Linked DNA regions of Arachis hypogaea: region 2 is linked to region 1. Evidence: chromatin contacts called from public Hi-C data. All regions are on one chromosome and are shown on one strand. The core of a region is the stretch at or near the end of the contact, and the rest is flanking DNA. Distances in the headings are between cores, read along the strand shown. Region 1 has its middle 8.7 kb from the start of LOC112794194. Region 2 holds the start of LOC112796199 (dihydroceramide fatty acyl 2-hydroxylase FAH1).

The links. Hi-C and Micro-C count contacts between places; a contact is called where the count stands out from the background.
Region 2: a contact with region 1 is called in a Hi-C map of leaf, with 1.8 times the contacts expected there. The contact joins the promoter of LOC112796199 here to the enhancer-like site in region 1. A contact is called at or near these places in 2 of 8 Hi-C or Micro-C datasets (leaf and an unstated tissue).

What each region holds. Positions count from the first base shown.
Region 1 is chr4:9,893,965-9,901,584 of arahy.Tifrunner.gnm2.J5K5, reverse strand. No RefSeq gene overlaps it. Among protein-coding and RNA genes, the nearest start is that of LOC112794194, 8.7 kb to the left of the region's middle. Within about 2 kb of position 6,129, at least 3 of the 3 cell types and tissues checked have open chromatin away from gene starts, as enhancers often do.
Region 2 is chr4:9,959,288-9,966,867 of arahy.Tifrunner.gnm2.J5K5, reverse strand. It overlaps LOC112796199 (dihydroceramide fatty acyl 2-hydroxylase FAH1), which reads right to left and starts at 4,245. Exons shown (of 7, transcript XM_025838547.3): 1 at 3,800-4,245; 2 at 2,737-2,800; 3 at 2,475-2,567; 4 at 1,229-1,425; 5 at 1,011-1,116; 6 at 650-796; 7 at 1-121. The coding sequence starts at 2,787. The coding sequence ends at 2.

The DNA.
Region 1 (7,620 bases), core at 4,880-7,379:
ATGGAGAATTCGACCACCACTATAGTATGATTGTAAATCTTAATAGACATTCTTCTTCAGAATTTTATTCCTATTAGAAATAACTTTAATTCAACAAATGCAAAAATATTTAAGAATAAAAAAGGAGGTGTTTCATAAGTTTTCAACATGCTCAATACCATATTTAGAGTAGCACTACAACCATGATACTTGCTACAAGCTTTGGATATAAGTTTTGTTAGTGTTAACATTGTAATCGGAAGCTTTCACTATATCTAGTTTTTGAAAATTTTCTCTTATCGGAAACAACCATGTTGATGAGTTGGATATTGCATCAAAGGAGGAAATGAAATATATAGAATTGCACATTACAGATCTTCTATCTAAGAGATATGCCCAGAGTACTAATAAGGGAGATGGTAACTATTGTTTATTTTTTATTTGTTCTAAAAGTTTCTAATGATATTAACATACCATGTTTTTACTAAATTAATTTCTGACGAATATCCTTCTTGTTGTATGATGTTCAATTTTTCAGTGTTAACTTAATATTCAGGCGAAGTAGTTAAGGACAGTCTAGATGGGATAGAGACTGATTCAGAAGAAAATTTAGACGAAATTTCTTCTGTTGGAATTGACATCTCCATGCAGTCTGATCTCAAAAAGATTTTGGAAGAAGCCAAAGAAACTTTGGATAACCAGCAAATACAAGATCATGTACATGTTGCAAAAAGGGACTTCGATTTGAACAAAATGCCATGGTATGGAGATGAAATACCAGATCCTATAACACGTGAAAGTCATAGATTCTTGACAGAGTATTTTCACCCAGGTCAATACGATGTTGAGGAGAAATTTTGACCTTGTATTTTAAGAATTAGGTCGCATCCACGTAGTTTAATGGTTTTGGTTGTAGTATTACATATGTGACTACTTTTGGAATTTTAAAATTCAGGTTGAATAAGGAATATTTTCAAAAAAGCCCTAGTTTAATTTATGATCGATTAAAGCTAGCATTAACTAATACATTTCTAACAATTTTCTTTTCCATTTATGCTCGAATGCAACCTTATAATATCTTATAGTAAATGAGAAAATCTAATCTGTAAATTTTTTTCACATGACTGAAATAAAATCTCTTTTCAAAGTGATTAATCGTTTATACATAACACAAATCCAGAAATTGGTGTCATGGTTTAGGTAACAGTGACTCAAATAAATTGATCAAAACTAACTAATTAGACTATATCAAAAAATCAAATATGGGCAAACCCAAATTATTTACCAATAAAAAATTTCTCAATTTGCGGAAGACAACCGAAATTCAGCATAAGATTGATGAAACTAATGAGAAATAAAGTAATTTATATTCTCTTAGTTTTAAAAAACGAGACTACATCCAAATATGAGAGTGAGGAACTAAGCAAATTTGGCGGCAGTTGAAATAAAACCGCCGCTAAAAGTAAGTATTATAGTAGTGAATAAGTACTTTTAGGACTAAAAAGTTAAATATAAAATAACTTATTCATAAATTATTTTTAATATAAATATTTATTATTTAATCTCTGTTTTTAAAATGAATTTTTAATTAAACTCTTAGGGTTCGTTTGAGAAACTTTAAAAGTTATTTTTTTGAGTTTTTGACTTATAAAGAGTAGTAATATTAATGTATCGTACAATTTTTAAAATCAAATTGTAGCTTTCTAAGAAATTATTTAAGTCCTTATAGAGAAATTAAAAAAATAACTTCTTTCATAATAAATTTTTTTATGACATTTCTTTTAAAATAAATATTTTTAAAACTAAAAAATCAAACACAAAAATAACTTATTTATAAGTTACTTTTATTCTTTTAATATAAATATTTATTATTTTAAATTATTTTTTTTAAATAACTTAATTAAGTTGTTTATTTAAACTGGTTATTCAAGTACATATTGCTTCTAATTAACTAGTATATTTAATTTAAATAGTTGAATAATAGTTAATGCATGTAAAATATTAAATAATGTAATTGTTAGAATCAATGAACTTGAGTCATGATTCAAGTATAAAAATCATGGTTTTAAAAACCAAATTGGACCAATCGGTTCAACTGAATTAATCAGAAACCAGTCATCTAGTCAGTCCAAGTAAAATCAAAAACCGCTTGATAAAAAACCGGTGAAAAATCGGTCGAACCGGCAATTAACCGGTCAACCGGTCGAACCATCCGATTTTTTAACGGATTTTTGGTTTGAAGGTAAAACCCCTAAACGGTGTCGTTTTGTTTATTTTATAAAAAAAAAAAAGAAAGGCTAAATGCCTAAACAACGAAGCCCTAATCAATCTTCAATTTTTCACAGCCTTAATCTTCACTATTCAGTAACACCAGAAGCCAGAAGAGGAATCACGACGTCGCCACCACCATCAATCGAGCAGCCCATCGCCGTTGTCACCGCATCCCACAGCCACAGCAACGACGGCGTTGACCACCGCAACCACCACCGCCTCCTCTTTCGTCGTCGCCGAGCTCGCCTCCGCTTTCGTCGTCGCCGAGCTCGCCTCCTCTTTCGTCGCCGTTACTTGCCGCTGGTAAGTAATACTCTCTTATTCACTTATTCGGTTATTCCTCTTCTCTGCCTTCTGATTTCATGTGCTTGATTTTCTGATTTATTTGTTTGCAATTTTGATTTGCTTGTTTGCTGCCTCATGATTTTGAAGAATTATTTATTTGTTCATGGTTTTTGATTTTCTGATTTATGTGTTTGCAATTTTGATTTGCTTCTGCTCCCCTCCTCAGCTCTCGTCACTGCCACAGAGAGAAGCTGAATCTCTCTGCCCTGCATCGTTCCGCCGCTCGCGCCGCAGCGAGCTCAGCCGCCGGCCACCACCAACTCTAGGCGGCACTACTTCTGCTCTTCTTCCCCTTTCAATTTCCCATTCTGTCTCTGCTACATTCCAGGTCCCCTGCCTCATCCCTGCTTCCTGTTCTATTTCTTTACTTTCTTTTATTAATTCTGTTGTTAATTTTAGTTAGATTGCTGATTAATTCTGTTTGTTAGGATAGATAGATATATAAGCTGTTAGGTAGCTAGGTTATGGTTAGAGAATTCTAGGCATAATAATTGCTCCGTTCTTGATTATCCAACATGGCTTAATACTGCTTGTTTGCTGAATGATGTTGGTGTGATAATTGTTGTGCTATTTCTGTTTCATGTGACCTGATTCTACCTGCTGCCCTGCTGAACTGTACTTGTGAAATTAAGTTTGATGCTGCCTCTGTACATGCAATCCATGCTTTTTTCATGCTAATTGCAATTTTTGGATTCATGTGCTTATATTTTGCTGCTATTTGCTGCCCAAATTTTAGAAATTGCTCTGTTTTTAAATTTGCTACTTAAGAATTGAACGTGGCACTTTTCAAATTCTTAGTATCACTATATTTCTCTTCCTTAATGATCTATGAAGTTGTTTAGTTATAAACTTTGATGTTTGAAGTTGTTTGTGAACCTCTAATATTAAGTTATGGATAATTTATTATGTGAAATTTAAATTTTATTAAGTTAGAAATTATTGAATTTATATATTTAAAATTATTTTTAGGTTTTTTAATAATTTTATTCAATATTTAATTAAACCGGATGAACTCCAGTTAAATTCTAATCGAATCAGTAAATCATTGAACCAATAACCTCATCGGTTTATTAATCGGTCCGGTTCTCGCAACCTTGATAAAAACACACGTATCACCCCAAGTATTGCACAAAGAAAAGAAGAGCTAATCTCTACTCAACGAAAAATGAACAGGTTTTTGGTTAAGCTTGGTTGCTTTGTTGTCCTCCTCTTGGTTTTTGCTTCAGGTAATTTTTCTAACTTCATATAACTCGTCTATACTTGTAGGAAATATGATTTTGTAGTAGCTTTTGTGATATTCCTAATTTCTTTTTTCTAATTTTCCCTGTAATAAAAGATATAATTGCTCCGATCCAGCGAAAAGTAAAGATTTAAAAACTGCTCCTTAATTTTTTTATTTTTTATTTACATAACTGATCCTTATTCCTTCATGCTTCTTTCTTTCTTCTATTTAAAAGCAATATAATTTTTAAAATTTCAACCAACAATTGAAATCAAAATAAAAAAAATAATTTAGTGTAACTTTACAAAATTAAAGTAATTATTACAGAAAAATCTTTTATTGATATACGATGATAGTATCACATCAAAACTTCGTTTCCCAAATATCCACAAGCACGCAATATTCCGTTGAATTCATTAACTTTATTGTTAGTTACTTAACTTCCTTTGTGAATGAATTATTTTGTCTCGAAGATGGATGAAATTATTCTAATTACCTGTTAACAAAAAATATCTATCCATTATTTATTAGACTCGTTTATTTTTGAGAATATGATAAAATAAGATAATAAAAAAATCAAAGAAATAAAATTTAGTATTTTTATAAAAAAATTATAAAAATATAATTTATTTTTATTTTTTTATTTAAAATTTTTTTAAAAATATATAATAATAAAAAATATAATTATAAAAATTAAAGAAAATAATAAAAAATAAAAATAAATTGTGTTTTTATGTCTTTTTTATTAGAATAGACAAAAAATATACTAATTTAATATTTTTAAATACAATATTTTTATTATATACCATCTATCAAATACGATTTTATATTTTAATGTCTTTATTTTAATGTCCTATCCTCTAAACAGCCTTATTTATTACTTTAAAACAGTTAGTTATCTATATTTATTACACAGATATCGAAAATTCCTATTTATTGATTCCTATCCGGCTATTCCCCTTTTCCAGAAATTAAAATATCTTTTATGTCTTATTCTCAATATCTTATCTTGTCTTATTCTCGAAATCAAATAAAACATAAGAGATAATATGTGCAGCAAGAAAGAACTGATCAAGACAGTAAGATATTTGTTCTGTTTTTAACTAAATATTTCATTACATTTTCCTTAATAGAAGAATACTCAATATGTGAAGAAAGAGACATAAATTTTTATGTTTTTATATTTTATTTGGTGATAAACTAAAACAAATTATGAGAATTTAATTTATTCTTAGTTTTTTTATTCAAAAAATTTGAGACAAAAAATATAATAATAGAAAATATAATTATAAAAAATTAACAAAAATAATAAAAAAATTAAAAATAAATTATATCTTTTGTTAGTGTTTTTGTGTTGTTCCTGTTAGAATGGATATAAAATACATTAATTTGATGTCTCTGAATATATTGTTTTTATTCATATTTTCTCTATCAAATATAATTTTATATTTTTATATTTTTATATCAATATCTTATCTCTGTAAATAAATGCAGCCTTAGAGTTTATATTGAAGTTAAGTACTTTTTTATTATTATGAATTATTCAACCGCTATAGGATTATTTATATAACCCGCTATTATATTTAATGAAAAAATGGAATATATTTCAGGTCTAAAAGCTGAATCAGAACATCCAAACGCAGAAACAAAGTTGATTCAACCATCATGCACACCTAACAGGCAGTGTGGTGACTGTTTATGTGTCAACGGTTTCTGTGATTGTAAATCTGACTTCAAAAGAAAAGGTTAGTAATAACTAATAACTAATAAGCAGGGTTCAATTTTATTAGGCAGCATTAAGCTAGGAGTTTTTTTTATCAGTTGCAACTGTTGAGATTTAAATTTGAGATCTCTAAGTGAAGAAAGAGAGATTATATCATTTTAATTATAGTTTGTGGATAGTTAATATGTTTTAATTGATATTTAAACATTAAAGATAAGAGATACAAGCCAATGAGTTATAACTCAAATGACGTATTCTTTTCATATTCACTTAAGAAATTGCGAGTTCGAATCTTCTTATCTTTAGTAAAAAAAATAAAGATAAGAGATAAAAAAAGAAATTAATTTATGTTTTTGTTGGATCACTAAATACTAATCTAGTTCAATAAAACAATAACAAATTTGAATTGGTACAAGGACTTTCAGAATGTGTGTAAGCCCAAAATCAGGCCCATGATACACCAATTGTAAGAGTCGTTAGAATACATTTCCTGGTCTAACAAAAACAAAAGAATACAATTCCTAGGCCTCGAAAAGACCTTGTTTTTGTTCATTCTTCATTATTCTCATTCCCTCTCAAATGTAGTATGCCATCTATCATACAGGCAAATAGTTTTGACATGAACCTAGGTTTCCACTTTGTTGATAAACCATGTACAGGTCTAACGGAAATCATCCTTTTTTTTTTCCTACGGTATTCTAAAATTCGGTAGGTTAAAAATTAATCTGTTGTCAGAGTTTTATTTAAGAGTTTGTCGTTGGCCAATAGCTTGCTGCATACACAAGGCGGAATTTAAACTTCCGACATTTAGTTAACCGAACTAGTGAGTTAACCACTAGACTAACTCAACTTAATTAAATAAAATCATCTTTGATGATGTGAGAGGGGTCCTCTTGCCCTCCATAGTATCGAGTATGTAATTTTGAGCTCCGCCGGTCCCATTTACTTACAAAAAAAAAAAAAATATCATATATTATGCAAATGCGTAAAAAAAAAAATGACAAAGGAGGGTGTTTTGTGTGATATATCATATAATCCATCCAAGAACATTATTGAATATTGATTAAGTAATCCTGTCTAATATTAACCACAAAATAAAATAAAAACATTTTAAAAGAAGAAAAGGTAATTATTTATTTTAGAAAAAAAAGGGGCTAATTAAGTATCATGGAAAGGATAATGTGAATTCTATATTTTACTTTTCAATGGGGAATAAACAATAAAGTAAAAAAGAAAGATATTACACACGTTCTCTATAAATAATTAAATATAGTAAAAGTCTCTTCTTTTTATCTAATTGTACTCTTAAAAAAGATCTTTTACGGAAAATGCATGTTTTTCAGGGATGAATTACAGTTGGATATGCATTGTAAGCATGATTCCGATTGCCATGGCGGCCCCTGCTGCTGGCTCCGTTGCATAAACTTAAGATGTCGATGTGTAGAATTCCATTGACCATGTTGTTCTATTTGCTGGCATTGCTCTTTGTTATTAAGGGAGAAAAAATAAATAAATAAATAAATGTTATATAGCCAGTTTTCTGAGTAAGAATTCTGCAAATAATCTACCGTTAATTAATAAAAATAATATTTTGCTCAATATAATTTATATGCGTATTTGGCCTTTATCTATTATTTAAGATAACAACAGTACCATGGTTATAAAAATAATTTAACATAAGATTTTTCATAATACGATGTTTATTACTTTACCGCCCTTTGTTATTACTACTATACATATCATTATTCTTGTTAAATAATAGTGAAAAAAAAAAGTGTATTAAGATGGTGTTAAAATTAATAATGATGGGATATGACATGACATTGGAATAAACATTAAATTATTGGTACCACTTCCAGACTACTCGCTGCCATACACATATTTTGCCTGGAATTAGAGACACTTTAATGGGTTGGTACATATCATTGTCTTCCCCGATTCAGTGTAAGGAGGCTAGTTTGAGAGTGGTATGTAAACATTAGCATTTAGCACCACAAAAAAAAAGTATTATTACATTGTCCTCCATAAATTAAACAAAGGCACTTCACTTATTATTATCATTATTGAAGCTCCTTATCCG
Region 2 (7,580 bases), core at 2,996-5,495, 67 kb before region 1:
TTTACATACTTTTGGCACCCTCTTTCGTTGGAGGAAGTGTCCCAAAAACACTATCCCATAGTGACGAAGTAATCCCAAAGCCTTTGTTCTGGATCCGAAAGTGATGATTCAAGTGGTACCTCTGCAGAATAACGAAGGAAAATACCATGATTTGGATTTTATGGCTACAAGCTGAAAAGTATAGCAGAAAAATGAAAAATAAATACTACATTGAAAGACATGCAATTAAATCTTCCCTATAAATGTGGACTTAAATCCATTTAATGTCTTTTGAAAAATGTCAATGTGAAGTTTAGGAAAACAATGACACAAACAACACCTATGCAGGATTTGTAGGCCCCAACAGACATAGATAGACACAGCATTGTAGGTAACTGAGAATAGGAAGATCCAAATCACTTGACAAGAACCGCATAGTGGCCCATAGCAAAGAGTCATGTAAGTATCAATATTAAAAAAATAATAATAAATACTCATAATTCAAAAAAGACCAATTTTGGTCAGCTCATATATACAATAATCCAAACAACTATTTTCTTTTTCAGTAGTGGTTTATCCTAGGACGATATGATTTGCATAGCAGCATAATGAAGCAATGAATGCTAAATTAATTGTCATCCACAGTCAAAGGACAAGGGCGGTGTTTTACCTTGAGATTTCGGGGTACTTCAGTTTTTGGCTGACCATGATGCACGTAATAATGGGTGCAATCATACATCACATAACCCAATAAACCACCTCCAAACAAAGCAGGACCAACTACAGGGGTGGATAAGAGCTTAACCAAGTTCCAGAACTGATGAACACGGCAAAACAAAAAATACTAACATCACTTCATAGAACCTTAAATCATGGATCTAAAAAGATTTAGCTTTATTTTGAAAATGGCCAGAAATCTTTTTGACAGGAGGAACTTGTAGCTAATTCAAGAAACATAACATGATTGCCAAAATCTTTTTCTCCATAAATGATGTGAAAAAGCAGTACATAATATGGCAGGAAGGAGATACCGGAAACAATAATATTGCTGTTGCAGCTGGGGGAAAAACAAGCCTCAAGCCGTCCATGGGATGCTTATGGTGGCAGCCATGGAGAAGATAATGCAGTGTGTTCCACCTAGATCGACATTCAAAAAGTGGAAATAAACAGTCAGTGTTGGTCATGCCAATAAATAGATATCAGTAAAGAACACTACAAGCAAACATTAACACAGAAAGAAAGAACTAACCAATAGGTCTTTGTTTCAATGTGGAAAAGAAATCGGTGCAATGAGTATTCAAGCAATGTCCAAATCAAAATGCCAATAACCACGAACAGAGCTACACGAGGACAACTGAGTCCCAATTGTACAGAGTTATGAATAAACCAACATACAACTGGCAGCCAAATAACTGGTACAGCCCACCAGACTGTGCGTGTCAAGAACTGTTCCAAGTAGTAACAAGTCAACAATCAGGTGAATTTTTCTACATGTATAATCGGAAAATAAAATTAAATCTACATTTAATTTATAATGCAGTTCATGCAAGTAGGATTGTCTTAAATTCTGTTGCAACCTGCCAATCAAGCAGAGAGGAAAATTCTACTCTAAGACCAGCTATGCTCTATCACAATCTATGATACACGGACACGAGACACGACATGACACGGGACATACGGACACACAAATTTGGAATTCTTATAATGCATGGGGACATGATATATATATATAAAATATAAAGTATTTTTTAGATAAATTATAATGATATTTTGATATTTTATTGATATTAAAATATAAATTAATTTTTTAATTATTTTTAATGTCTTTTTTTAATTATATAAAATATTTAAAATATTTTTTGTTTTAATAATTTATTATATATACTATTTCTAAACTCATTTCAATAATTCATGTTAAGAATAAAATTGGACATGCTGACACGTGATGGTATTTAGGGGTGTCCAAGCGTGTCCAGAAAAGAATTTTTTATTTTTTATTAAAACATGGTTAGACACAGAAGACGTGTGTCGGACGAGTGTCGATGAATGTCGTGTCTGAAATGTGTCCGACACGCAGACAAGGCAAATCAGAGAAGTGTATGTGCTTCATAGATCACAATAAATGTTGGGCAGTGATAATGAAGCATCAACAAGAACAAAACAATAAGTTTAACTGAGACAGGAGTGCCGCGGGGGACAACTAGAAAACCAGAAATACAAGAAAGTATATGATCAAGGGTTAATATGTCATGCAGCAACTTAGAGTACCAACTAATGAGGACAAGATGATAGAAGGTAGTAAACTAAGCAAACTAGACTAGTTGCTCAACAAAATAAAAAATTAGGGGAAACTGCTGAAAAAGACCTCATCCAAATGAACTCACTAGAACTTGGTTTTCATAGAGCCAATGCCCAATGATAAAAATTGGTCCATTTAGCTAACGTCGCCTACTGAGGCAAGACTCAATTGCTGTAGTTATAGTTAAAGAATATACCTCAAGAACATCATTTTCAAAGAACCGAGGGCCTTCCTTGCTAACAATTGGCTGGTGAACCCACTCTTGATAAGCTTCTCCAAGATGTCCAACCTGCAGAGTATCAAAATTCAGAAAGGATTAGTTGAAAAGTTTGTAAACTATTTTAACGTTATATCATCCTAAGTTCATACAAAAACAGAAATCAAACCTATACAACAATTGAAGTCTGACAAGGCAGAACATATAAGAAAGATGTGAGGGATAGGCCTTGTGCCTGTACCTGGAAAACAAGGGGCTTATTCAAATCAACAACAAAGTTCTGTGCAACCATCTTGGGATTGAAGCTGGACACAAGGAGGAAAAGGTGTCAGCTGGAAATAAGGTTAATTTTTTGGGGGGAAAAAAACCCTTAAAATTACAAACGCATAAGTAATAGGAAGCACACAGATGGGTTAAAAACCAGTGACACATATTAGTTTATGTTACCTTGATTGTTAGGTATTGATTTTGACCTTATTATTTGACAGGTTGTTTCTGACCTTAACTATATATAAAGAAAAGGTTAGGAAGAGAATTTGCCAATTAAGTTTGAAAAAACAGTTGCCAGGTCATAAATTACAAGTTCCAAATTTTGCATGTCAAAAACAGGGTGGAAAAGCAACCAAAAAAAAAAATTAAAAATCAATGATTTTCGTGTGTTATACTGCAAAACAATTAAGCATTCAGAGCTTAACTAGTGTTTTCACCAATCTTAGTTGCAAGCAAACTGAAATGATTAGGCGCATCACATTTTTGCGAAATAGATACAAAAACCAAACATTCCATTCCCACGACACCCCCCTCCCCCAATAGGCATCACAATTGCACAAAAAGGACCTTAGTCGTTTTCGTCCAACCAAAATTGCGAAACTCCTCAGCAGCATCAACATCAAACAAAATTGAAAAATAAAGAAAGCAAAGATTTCACATTCAAACAACAGGCCCGAAACATCACCAGCATTTAAAACCCGGGAATCAAAATTACATTTAAAAAATAAAATTTTTAAGCAAAAACTTTTCTGTTTATCTTTTCTTTTCCATTTCTCTAACCGTCATCATTATCTTGTAGTACGGACAGCTTCAGATAAAGAAATCCCCCAAAGTTGAAATAATAGAAAGCTAAGCTCAAATCCAGAAACAGATCCACAACGAGAACAAATTGACACCTAAATTACAAATCCAAACTTAAACTACCGAGAAACCTAGCACTTAACCAAAATGCAGTGAAACAGAAATTTGCAACGATGGAGCAATACTCGAAGCTTAGATCTATAGAATTTAAAGTGAATCTCAGAGGAACGAACCTGATAGAAGACAATGCAATGCGGTTGTGATTGAAGTGAAGTGAGAGACGTAAGGTATCTCCCGAGAGCGAAGAAGAGCCACGCCGGGAAGAAACTCACGTTTCACTTCAGCGTAGCTTCTACCTTGAAGTTCCACTTATTATTGAGCTGTTTTGTGTTGTGTGTTAATTTAACGATTTGATGATAATAAAAGAATGAGAGAGCAGAGAGCTTAGAGAAGGGAGAAAGAACTTGGGGTTGGGGGAGTGATGGTGAAATTTGAGTGGGGGCGGAGGGGTGAGTGAATCTGGACCGTTGGTTTGCGAGGGGGAATCAATGAATGAACGCAGAGATTAAGAGAATAATGGTATCTACTATCTAGGCGTTAACAGGCTGGCAGAATGGAAGGGGGTCACGTGAGTGTGGGTGGGAGTGGGGGTAGGAGAGAAAAAAATAGAGAGAATCGCGTTTTGGAACGGCAGTTACGGCTACGCCCTTTTGTGGACGTGGGGTCAGGCGAATCTCCAGAGCACAGTGTAGAGTTAAGACGACGTGACGTCAGGATTTTTTTTATATAAAGTGAGTGCATGTGCATCCACATAGAAGGGGGCTGGAAGTGGAGGATGAAGCCATGTGTGTGTGCTGTGTGCTATACTGTCCAAAAGGGTGTTTTTTATTGTTAGTTTGTTACAGAATAATGAAAATATGCACACGTAAATATATGGATATTAACTATTAAGACATTAAGAACAAGAAATGAGGATATTTTTGAGTAAAGTAGTCGTTTTTGTGACTAATGGAGTAAGATTTAAAGTTGTTCTTAATGTTTGAATTGTTTTATATTTAACGTTTTAAAATTAATTTAACGTTGTTTTGCTGTTAGAAATTTGTTAACGAAATTGATGATGGGATAAAATTGAGACGATTTTAAAATATTAAGACTTAAATAGGACGAAAATATTAGGGACAAAAATGATACATAGAAATACCTTTTAATTTTATTCTTCACTAATATCAATTTTTTACTGTACATAGTAATTTAATTATTTTTTAATCACATTTAAATAAATTACACTTAATCACATAATTTTTTTTATAATTTTACTTTTAAAAATTTTTACTCGTAATAAAATGTTTGTAAAATGACTAGAATCGTATTATTTTATTGTATATGTATCATTTTTCCCCACAAATTTATGTACTAGTTATTTTATAAACATTTTATGATGAGTAAAAATTTTTAGAAGTAAAATTATAAAAAAATAAATTTATTTAGAATACAATTAAAGTAATTAATTGTAATTTACTTGTGATTAAAAAATAATTGAATAATTATGTACCATAAAAAATTGATGTTATTGAAAGATAAAATTAAAATTTATTTTTATGTATCGTTTTTGTCCCAAACGTTCGTCCTATTTAAGTTCCTAGCATTTCAAAATCGTTTTAATTTTGTTCCGCCGTCAATTCTATTTCTAACGGCAAGACAATAGTGAGTCAATTTTAAAACGTTAAGGACTTAAATAAGACGATTCAAACGTAAAAAACAACTTTAAAACTTATTCCAAATGTTGAGAACAAAAACAATACTTTACTTAAATATTATTTATCAAAACTTAATTTTATCTCTAAAAAAAATTGTTGGTGATCAATACAATAAGCTAAGGTTAGAAAGTAAAATTTTAAAAATGGTCTCATATATAATATTTGTATCTTTAACTTTTTTATAAGCCACTAAATATATGTACTTTGTTTTTTGTTGTGTGTTAATATATTCTTTTAAAATTTGTTTCTTACAAATAAATAACAGACATATATTATCGTTTTTATGTCTCTGATAACCATAAACAACAACTAAACAAAGATATAAAGATGATACACAAATTTTATATTATGTATAGTGATGATATACAAAAATAACTGTGTAATTTTAATTCAGATATTAATTTTATTTTCAAATTAAAATTACCTCAACACCTCCACTGTTATCATCATCCATCGATTTTTACCACCACCACCGTTACTTATTTTTCAACTTGATCTCAAACTACAAATTATTTAAATCAATAATTTTAATTTAATTATAAATTAAATAACAAAAGTATTATATATATTTTAAAATTAATCATCAAAATTAATTATTATATATTTTTATATAAAAATATGTTAGTTAATTTATTTTTAATACGTATTAATATTTTATGTTGATTTTATTGATTGATTTTAATAATATATATTTAATATAATTGATTAAATAATTTCAAATTAAAAATTGAAATAATCTTTTCCTAAAAAAAACAACGACAATAACAATAAAAATGTAAAGAAGAGAAAGGTGAAGTAGTGGAGGCAATAATACTTCTAATATTCATTTTTTTATTATGAATTTTTATTCGACATAGTTATAAAGGAAATTATTAAACAAAGACAGGAGATGAAATACATAGATTTTAACAACTCAAAAAACCAAACTCATATAATCAGAAATATGAAGTGAGAGTAAGATGAAAAAATTCTTATATCTTCTACAAACAAAGGAGGGGACATTTACAGCCGATGAGATTTGTGTGAACAGATTATGAATAGAAATATGTGTTTGTATTATCGAATGAAAATATAATCAGTACCTTGGTAAATACATGATAGCTATATTTATAGCTTACTGATACAATAGAACCTAACCAATTATGTAGCTGCCAATTCTTGATTATAAGTGAAGCTTTATTAATTTTCACTTGTACAGGGTATTATTACTCTATTATCTTTTCTCAAACTCGTGGTTAATCTTAGTTTAACTTTAAGTCTCTAAAATCTTTAAATGTAGAAACAGAGAAAGGGTTTTTATAAATCTGAAAAATCACATTTTGAAAACATTGCTTCATCTTCGAATGATGTTAAGTATTAAGACCCAAATTCCTTTAACAAAACAGCAACTCCAAGATTTTGTAGACTATGTAACCGAAGTGGTCATTTTTCAGTTCAATGTTTCTTTGGAGAAAGAATGATAGGTGATAAAGTTTACAAGGTTGTTTTTTATTACAATGATCTGGGACATAAGAGATGGTTTAACGTGAAAGGATCCAAGAAAATTTGGATACCTAAGGTCACTTGAGTTTATTTTGTAGGTCTGCCTAGCATCCAAGAAAAAAGAAAATATGTGGTACATGGATAGCAGATGCTCTAAGTATATGACCGGAAAGACAACCTTCTTCATAAAGCTTGATGAATATGATGGAGGACTTATCACTTTTGGAGATGATGCAAAAGGAAAAATAGTGGCTGTTGGGAAAGTTGATAATAATTCAGATGGAGAAGGAGCCGGAACAAGCAAAGAAAATCCCAAATCTGTCCAGAATGAAGAATCTGCCAGTTCAGTTTTGTCTCGTCAGATTGAAGGAGAAACTTCCGTTTTGTCTCCTGAGCAGGCACGAGCAACTGAAACAGTGAGACCACCAGAAGTTCATCAAAGCTCTACACCTGTCCGAAAGCCTAGAGAATGGAAATCTATGAAGGGTTATCCTCATGACTTCATCATTGGTGATCCCTCTCAATGAGTAACAACAAGATCATCCACCAAAAGGCCAACCGAACCTAGCAATCTTGCTCTCTTGTCACAAATAGAGCCCAACAATGTCAAACAAGCTCTTGAAGATCCATCATGGGTCAAAGCAATGCAAGAGGAGCTTGCTCAATTTGACAAGAATAAAGTTTGGACACTAGTACCTCATCTGGATGGTAAGAAGGTAACGGGTACTAAGTGGGTTTTTAAAAATAAACTTGGTGAGGATGGACAAGTTGTTCG